2 separate regions of the Danio rerio genome follow, and region 1 is linked to region 2. Evidence: chromatin contacts called from public Hi-C data. All regions are on one chromosome and are shown on one strand. The core of a region is the stretch at or near the end of the contact, and the rest is flanking DNA. Distances in the headings are between cores, read along the strand shown. Region 1 holds the start of optn (optineurin). Region 2 overlaps camk1da (calcium/calmodulin-dependent protein kinase 1Da).

What was found. A called contact is a pair of places that touch in the nucleus more often than the background predicts.
Region 1: a Hi-C map of an unstated tissue shows a contact between it and region 2, with 2.0 times the contacts expected there. The contact joins the promoter of optn here to the enhancer-like site in region 2. A contact is called at or near these places in 2 of 18 Hi-C or Micro-C datasets (caudal fin and an unstated tissue).

What each region holds. Positions count from the first base shown.
Region 1 is chr4:8,501,100-8,504,555 of GRCz12tu, forward strand. It overlaps optn (optineurin), which reads left to right and starts at 2,051. Exons shown (of 14, transcript NM_001100066.2): 1 at 2,051-2,238.
Region 2 is chr4:8,443,670-8,447,487 of GRCz12tu, forward strand. It overlaps camk1da (calcium/calmodulin-dependent protein kinase 1Da), which reads left to right. Exons shown (of 11, transcript NM_001123060.1): 4 at 1,985-2,123; 5 at 2,199-2,325. Among named protein-coding and RNA genes, the nearest start is that of ccdc3a, 55 kb to the right of the region's middle. Within about 2 kb of position 2,507, at least 4 of the 62 cell types and tissues checked have an H3K27ac peak or open chromatin away from gene starts, as enhancers often do.

The DNA.
Region 1 (3,456 bases), core at 801-3,300, 57 kb after region 2:
GCGCGTAAAAAGTGCTCAGTTTACAGATTCAGTGGAAAGTGAAGGCGCCCATGCAGGTTTATCCAGGGCCACTTCGCATAGTCTTGACCTGTCCGGACTGGTGTGGGTTCAGGAGCAAAAGTTCCCACGTCCTGCTCCTCCTCGATCCATCACCCCTAAAGTTTGTCTCAGGCCAATCGGACGCGCTGGAGTTTAAACAGCCAATAGAGGAGCTGCGTCCTGCGTTTATCACCAGCCGCACAGCTGCATTCTCTTTTTGGACTAATTTTCTGTCCTTATATACAGTTAAGGTCAGAATTATTAGCCCTCCTGGATTATTAACCCCCTTGTATATTTCCCCCCAATTTCTGTTTAATGCAAAGAAACACATTTCTAAACATAATAGTTTTAATAACTCATTTCTAAGAATTGATTACTGATTACGATTGATTTGACTAGATATTTTTCAATATATTAGTATTCAGCTTAAAGTGCAATTTAAAGGCTCAATTAGGTTGATTAGGCTAACTAAGTTAGGGTAATTAGGCAAATCATTGCATAATGATGGTTTGTTCTGTAGACAATCAAAAAATATATTGCTTAAGGGGGCTAATAATTTTGACCTTACATTTTTTAAATTAAAAACTGCTTTTATTCCAGCCAAAAATATAACATATAAGACTTTCTCCAGAAGAAAAAAAATATTATCAGACATGCTGTAAAAAATGCCTTGCTCTGTTAATCATCATTTCGTCATGCACCTTGGAATTATACGGTTCTATCTGTGTTCTGAATGATTGAGATATTGAGCTTTAAAGTTTTTGCATTCCATTTAGCAAACAGTATGTGGGTACCATTTGTTTTCAAAATAAAACATCTTAAAATGTAGACAACTTGTAAAAAAAATCCCATAATGTAAATAAGGTGTCATTTAATAAAAATATGTTAATAACTCAATTTTGACAAAAAAAGTCACATAACCTTATAATTCTAAGTCAAAAAGTCAACCTTATAATTCTAAGGTGACGATTTATATAAATAACTCTGTATGTATACTGTAACAGACCACCGACTGTGAGAATTCACTTTACACCAAAACTGCTGAATTCAATAAGCTAAATTGGCTGTATTGTAAGTGTGTGAATGATTGTATGGTTGTTTCCCAGCACTGGTTCGCAACTAAAAAGGCATTCGCTGAGCAAAACATATGCTGAATAAGTTGGCAGTTCATTCCGCTGTGGTGACCCCTGATGAATAAAGGGACTAAGCCTAAGGAAAATGAATGAATAATTATGTTTTTAGTGCATGATCACTTTTTTATTATTTAATAACTACAAATCAGAATAAGAATGCATTTGATGGATGATGGATCATGCATTTAATATCCCTGAAAAGTATTAGGCCTTCCTCAAAGTTTTATTTGGACACTAAAAAGGACGTCCTTGACCCATGTGCATTTAGATCTGTTTCTGTGGCTCCATCTAGTGCACAAACAAAGTCAATACATTCCATGAAAATTCAATGCATCCTCATTTCATTATCTTACAAATACTAATGATTGTGTATTAAAATACCATAACTGCACTGCTCCAATTAGTATTTTGGTCTTTGTATTTGATCATCTTCTCTATTTTATATATCCATGTTAGTTTATTGATTTTTTTAATTATTGTATAATAATTGTATATATGTCGTACAGTGACCTTGAGTTTCTTGAAAGACGCTTTGAATAAAATGTATTATTATTGCTATTATTATTTTTATTATTATTATTGTTATTATTATTATTATTATTATTATTATTATTATTATTATTATTATGTTTTCTGTATTGAAGCACATTATGCCAAAGCTATTTATAAAAGTTATGGAAAGAAAGTGCCAGGCTTTTTTTTTTCACCCACAGCATTTCCACATAAATAGGAAATCATGATGACTGTCATACTAAAATCAATATAGGGGTCTCGAAAAGCCCCTCGATTCGGCCTATATCTGAGTGCGTCACGCGGAATGACCTCAGCAGGGAAATCCCGTCCGCGTCATGACGCACTCCGTCAGCTGATTCAATGCAGTGAATGGAAGCAGCGCTACAGTAGATCCATATGAAGGTGGATAGACATAAACCTGTGTCAGGCTGACTGTAACGCACCAATCATTCTTGATATCATATATGTGCGTTTAGCGCTTTCCACTGACGTTTGGATCAGGAAGAGCAGCATTTCCCAAAACAAGTTGCTGTACACAAGACGCGATCGCCTGGTGAGTATGACAGTGCTATTAAATGCAAAAAGTTATTTAAAACTTGACATAAACGAATATCAATATATATATTGCCTATAATATGCGGCGCACTTATGAAACACATTGGAGCGGAGATTAACTATTATTTAATTTCTATCGCAAATGTCCTTGTTAACTTTCGTTTTCTCGTGACCAATTGTCTTGTGAAACGTCTCGGTGAGATTTTGTAACTGTCAGAATTTAGATAAGCGGACAGTCTCATGAGGAAACCTGAGTAAAGCATTGTTTACCACTCATGTATGTGTGTTTCCACATGTTCCCCAAATGACAGATTATAGAGAACTGTTTCGTGATCTTATCGCACTCTTATGAAGTAGTTTGGAGCTACAAAATAGCTTTGAATGGCCTTCTTTACTCATAGTGCCAATCTTTCAAAGCATCTATCCGAAGTTCGAGTAAATCCATATTTGATTAGTCAGCGAATAACACCACTTTATATCACCTTATATACAATGCAATACTTTCTCCATACGCGTCTGCACACAGCAACCTGTATATTTATAACAAATCTGTACATACAATTCAACATCCAGATGTTTTTGACCAACTGCATCTCTGTTTAATGTTTATTGTCTTTTATTTATATTTATTTTCGTGTTGTCACTTTATGTACACTGGATGCTTCTGTAGCCAAAACAAATTCCTTGTGTGTGAACTGAAGCACACTTGGCAATAAAATTAATTCTGATTCATATTGGCGTAAAGTTGGTTTAATATTCGCACTTCTTTCTTAATAATGTAATTTTAGAAAAATATTCTTTGAAAATTCTAAATATCATATTTGCAGCCAATGACTATCAAAGTACAACATTGTTCACAATTAAATAATTAGTGCTAATCTTGTTTTTAAGTCATACTTGCATGCAATTTTAGACCGAATATTAAAAGTAGCTTGGAAAAAACAATATAGGGAGGCTGTCACAAGTTTTCAGTGTTCAACAATGAATCAATGTGTGAATATAAAACCAACATCTGACCAGAGGAGAAATGGTCGTGCCCAACTGAGCCTGGTTTCTCTCTAGTTTTTCTTTTTCCTTCACTTTCGTCAATTGGTGAAGTTTATTCCTCAGCACTGACTCGCTTGTTTTGGGAGTTGTGCTCTTCAGTGTTTGGACTTTAAGTGAAATTAACCCACACTGACCTGAACTAAACTGAACTTCAACTCTGAAAACTGGA
Region 2 (3,818 bases), core at 1,257-3,756:
AGCAAACTTGACTAAGGGCTGTGGGCTGAGTATATATCAAACCTTATATATTAAATTTTGCCATCTGTAATTTTCTAATTTATTCTGTAATATATATATATATATATATAAATAACTAGAAAATGTTGCTCTGAATCATATTAACTAATGCAGTTTAATTTGTAGCATTTATAATGAGCTTATTACAGTAAAACATAATCAATGCCATTTATAATACAAGTTCAGTTTGTTACACTAGTCAATACACTAGTCAAGCTTACTTTGATTTGCTTGCAAATGTCTTGTGCAGTTTGCTGACAGTATTAACATTTTAAAAGTCTGATTCATTTACAGTATTTAAATGAATCATTTGAATCATTTAATTTCATCTTTTTTGTAGCTCTGCAATAAAATAAAGAAACAAAAGGTTACGTTAAATTCGAAATGAATATCATTCAATTCAATTCAATTCACATTAAATTGACAAAGGCATTTGCCCCAACCACCTCCCCCTCATTCTTTCTCTCTTTTCAGATGGGATGGTGGGCCAAATAAAAGGTCACCATGGACCGAGGGCCCTACTTTGGGCATCTTTGTACTATGATCATGTAATGAGTAATAATGCTAAAAAGTCAATCACATAAATATATAGTATATATATATATATATATATATATATATATATATATATATATATATATATATATATATAAAACTTGAAGTTATATTTTTAAAATATATGAATATATAACTGTTATAAGGTTGTTTCAAGTTGAAATTATATATTTTTTTATCCAACAAATGTAACGTTGGTGAGCAGAAGAACATTTTTTCATGGGTATATTGTATGTGACAAAATGATCCATTTTACTTTTTTAAGACAAAAACATTAGGATATGAATTAAAGATCAAGTTTCATGAAGATGTTTTGTAAATTTCCTACTGTATTGTGAATTACTAAGAGCTTCATTTATCAACTCAAAGACGATTTTCTTGATATTTTCAATTTTGAAACCCTCAGATTCCAGATTTTCAGCCTAATATTCATTCATTCATTTATTCATTTTCTATTCAGCTTAGTGCCTTTATTAATCCAGGGTCACCACAGCGGAATGAACCGCCAACTTATTCTTTTAAGCAGTGGTTGCCCTTCCAGCCGCAACCAACCTCTGGAAAACATCCACACACACACTCATTCACACACATACACTACGGACAATTTAGCCTACCCAATTCAGCTGTACCGCATGTCTTTGGACTGTGGGGAAAATCAGAACACCTGGAGGAATCCCACGCGAATGCAGGGAGAACATGCAAACTCCACACAGAAACACCAACTGAGCCAGCCGAGGCTCGAACCAGCGACCTTCGTGATGTGAGGCAAGAGCACTACCTACTGCGCCACTGCGTCGCCCAGCCAACAAAATGCACATCACCGGAAACAGCGTTATTGTATTATTGACACTTCTGTGGTGCAGAATCACATTTATTTAACGTATTTATTTAAAACTGTGTACAATAAGGGCGGCATGGTGGCTCAGTGGTTAGCACTGTCACCTCACAGCAAGAAGGTCACTGGTTCGAGTCCCGGCTGAGCCAGTGGGCATTTCTGTGTGGCGTTTCCATGTTCTCCCTGTGTTGCTTGCTTCGGTTTCCCCCACAGTTTAAAGACATGCGCTATACTGTAGGTGAATTGAATAAACTAAATTGGCCGTAGTGTATGAGTGTGAATGAGAGTGTATGGGTGTTTCTTAGTACTGGGATGCAGCTGTAAGGGCATCCGCTGCATAAAACATGCTGGAATAGTTTTAAATAAGGAATTAAGCCGAAGGAAAATAAATGAATGAATGTATGTATGCGATAAAAAATCGTCTCTAAAAAAATCCTGTTAATTCAAGAGGCTACTTTCAAAAACATAAAATCTAACCAATCCCAAATAATAGTGTCTATTAGTAAAAATATAATTGGTTATGTGTGTTTTTAGTTTTTAATGCTCTGTTTGCAGTGTGTCTGGAGGAGAGCTGTTCGACCGGATAGTAGAGAAGGGGTTTTACACAGAGAAAGACGCCAGCACACTCATCAGACAAGTACTGGATGCTGTCAACTACCTCCACACTATGGGCATCGTCCATCGAGACCTGAAGGTGAACAAACACACCCACAACACAAACACACAGTTTTCCCACTAGCTTCATTTTAACGTGTGTTTTTCACTCCAGCCTGAGAATCTGCTCTACTTCAACCCTCAAGACGGCTCAAAAATCATGATCAGTGACTTCGGCCTGTCTAAGATGGAGGGGACAGGGGATGTCATGTCCACCGCCTGCGGGACGCCAGGATACGTGGGTAAGAATAGATGGAGATGAGAGTATTTTGCTTCCTTATGAGTTGTTGATGTGTTTAAAATGCATGTTCATATACTGTATAAAAGTGCGTGCTTATAGATTTAGCCAGCAGAAAGTGATTGCATATGTTTGTGGGTTTTATCTACACTCGAAGCTTTTTCTTATCTCACACTGACAGAACTGCCCCAGAGTCGCCTGCTTTTCCCCTTAGATTAGAGCGACTGCAGCACTGTGAGCCAACATGGCTGTATGTTGTGCTGCTGCATGTCAAAGAAAAACAAAATAACAAAATAAAAAAGGCTGCAAAAAATACATATTTAAAACTACAACTGAATAAAAGTAATAATTAATTAGTGAAATAAAACTTACGAAAAACAAATACATACCAATAAACTTTGGACTACAAGGAAATGGAAAAAGGTACATCATGAATGTATATAATATAAAATATATTTCAAATTTATGGTGTATTTTTGTCATATTGTCTTGTAGTCCACAGTTTTTTTTTTTTTTTGGTACAAAATATGAACATGCTAGACAAAATAAGAACATGATCAAACATGTTGTAACATGGTAATATATTTTTGTTTTATGCTAAAACATGCTAAAAACATGCTAAAGCATGCTAAAAACATGCTAAAATATGTTGAAACATGCTCATGTATTTTTGTTATATTTTCTTGTAGTCCACAGTTTTTTTTTAACAATATACAAATTATGAACATGCTAGCAATGCTAAAACATTCTTGGTAATTGTCAAAACATAATAACAAGCACAAGTGTGAAAGCATGCTTATAACATTCTAAAACACTAGGGCAACAAATTGCGAAAACTGCGATAGCATGCCAACAACATGCTCAATTATGTTGAAACGTGGTAAATACATGATAAAACATGTTAAAATATGTTAAAACTTGCTAAAAATAAATGCTGAAACGTTAAAATATGCTAAAACATGCCAAAACATACATGCTAAAATATGGTGAAACATGCTAATGTACTCTTGCTATATTGCTTTATTTACAATATAGAAATGATGAACATGCTAGCACAGTTAAAACATCCTAGCTAATTGTCAAAACATGATGATAGGAAGCTAAAATTTGCAGTACTAGGTTGTTGTTGTTGTTGTTTTTTGTTTATTTGCAGTACTATGTATTTTTTTTTTCTTTTTTTTGGGGTCTGTTACAAAATGAAAAGGTACAAATGGAATTAAACAAATTATTTTTCAAAGATGCCAAAAGGATCAAATTTGTTTCATGTAAAAAAAAGAGATAGGTAAAAGAATAAATAGGTTTAAGTAATAAATAAATGATGTATGGGGTAATGGGGTGGGAGAATAATAAGCTTATGCTTCATCCCGCTCCATTTTCGACCATGTTGAAATGTATTTCTTTTTGTAATGACATTTTATGTATCATTTTTTTGTTCGAAAATAAATTAATCAAATCAAATCAAAATGTTATAGCATTCTAATAAAATTCTAAAACCTT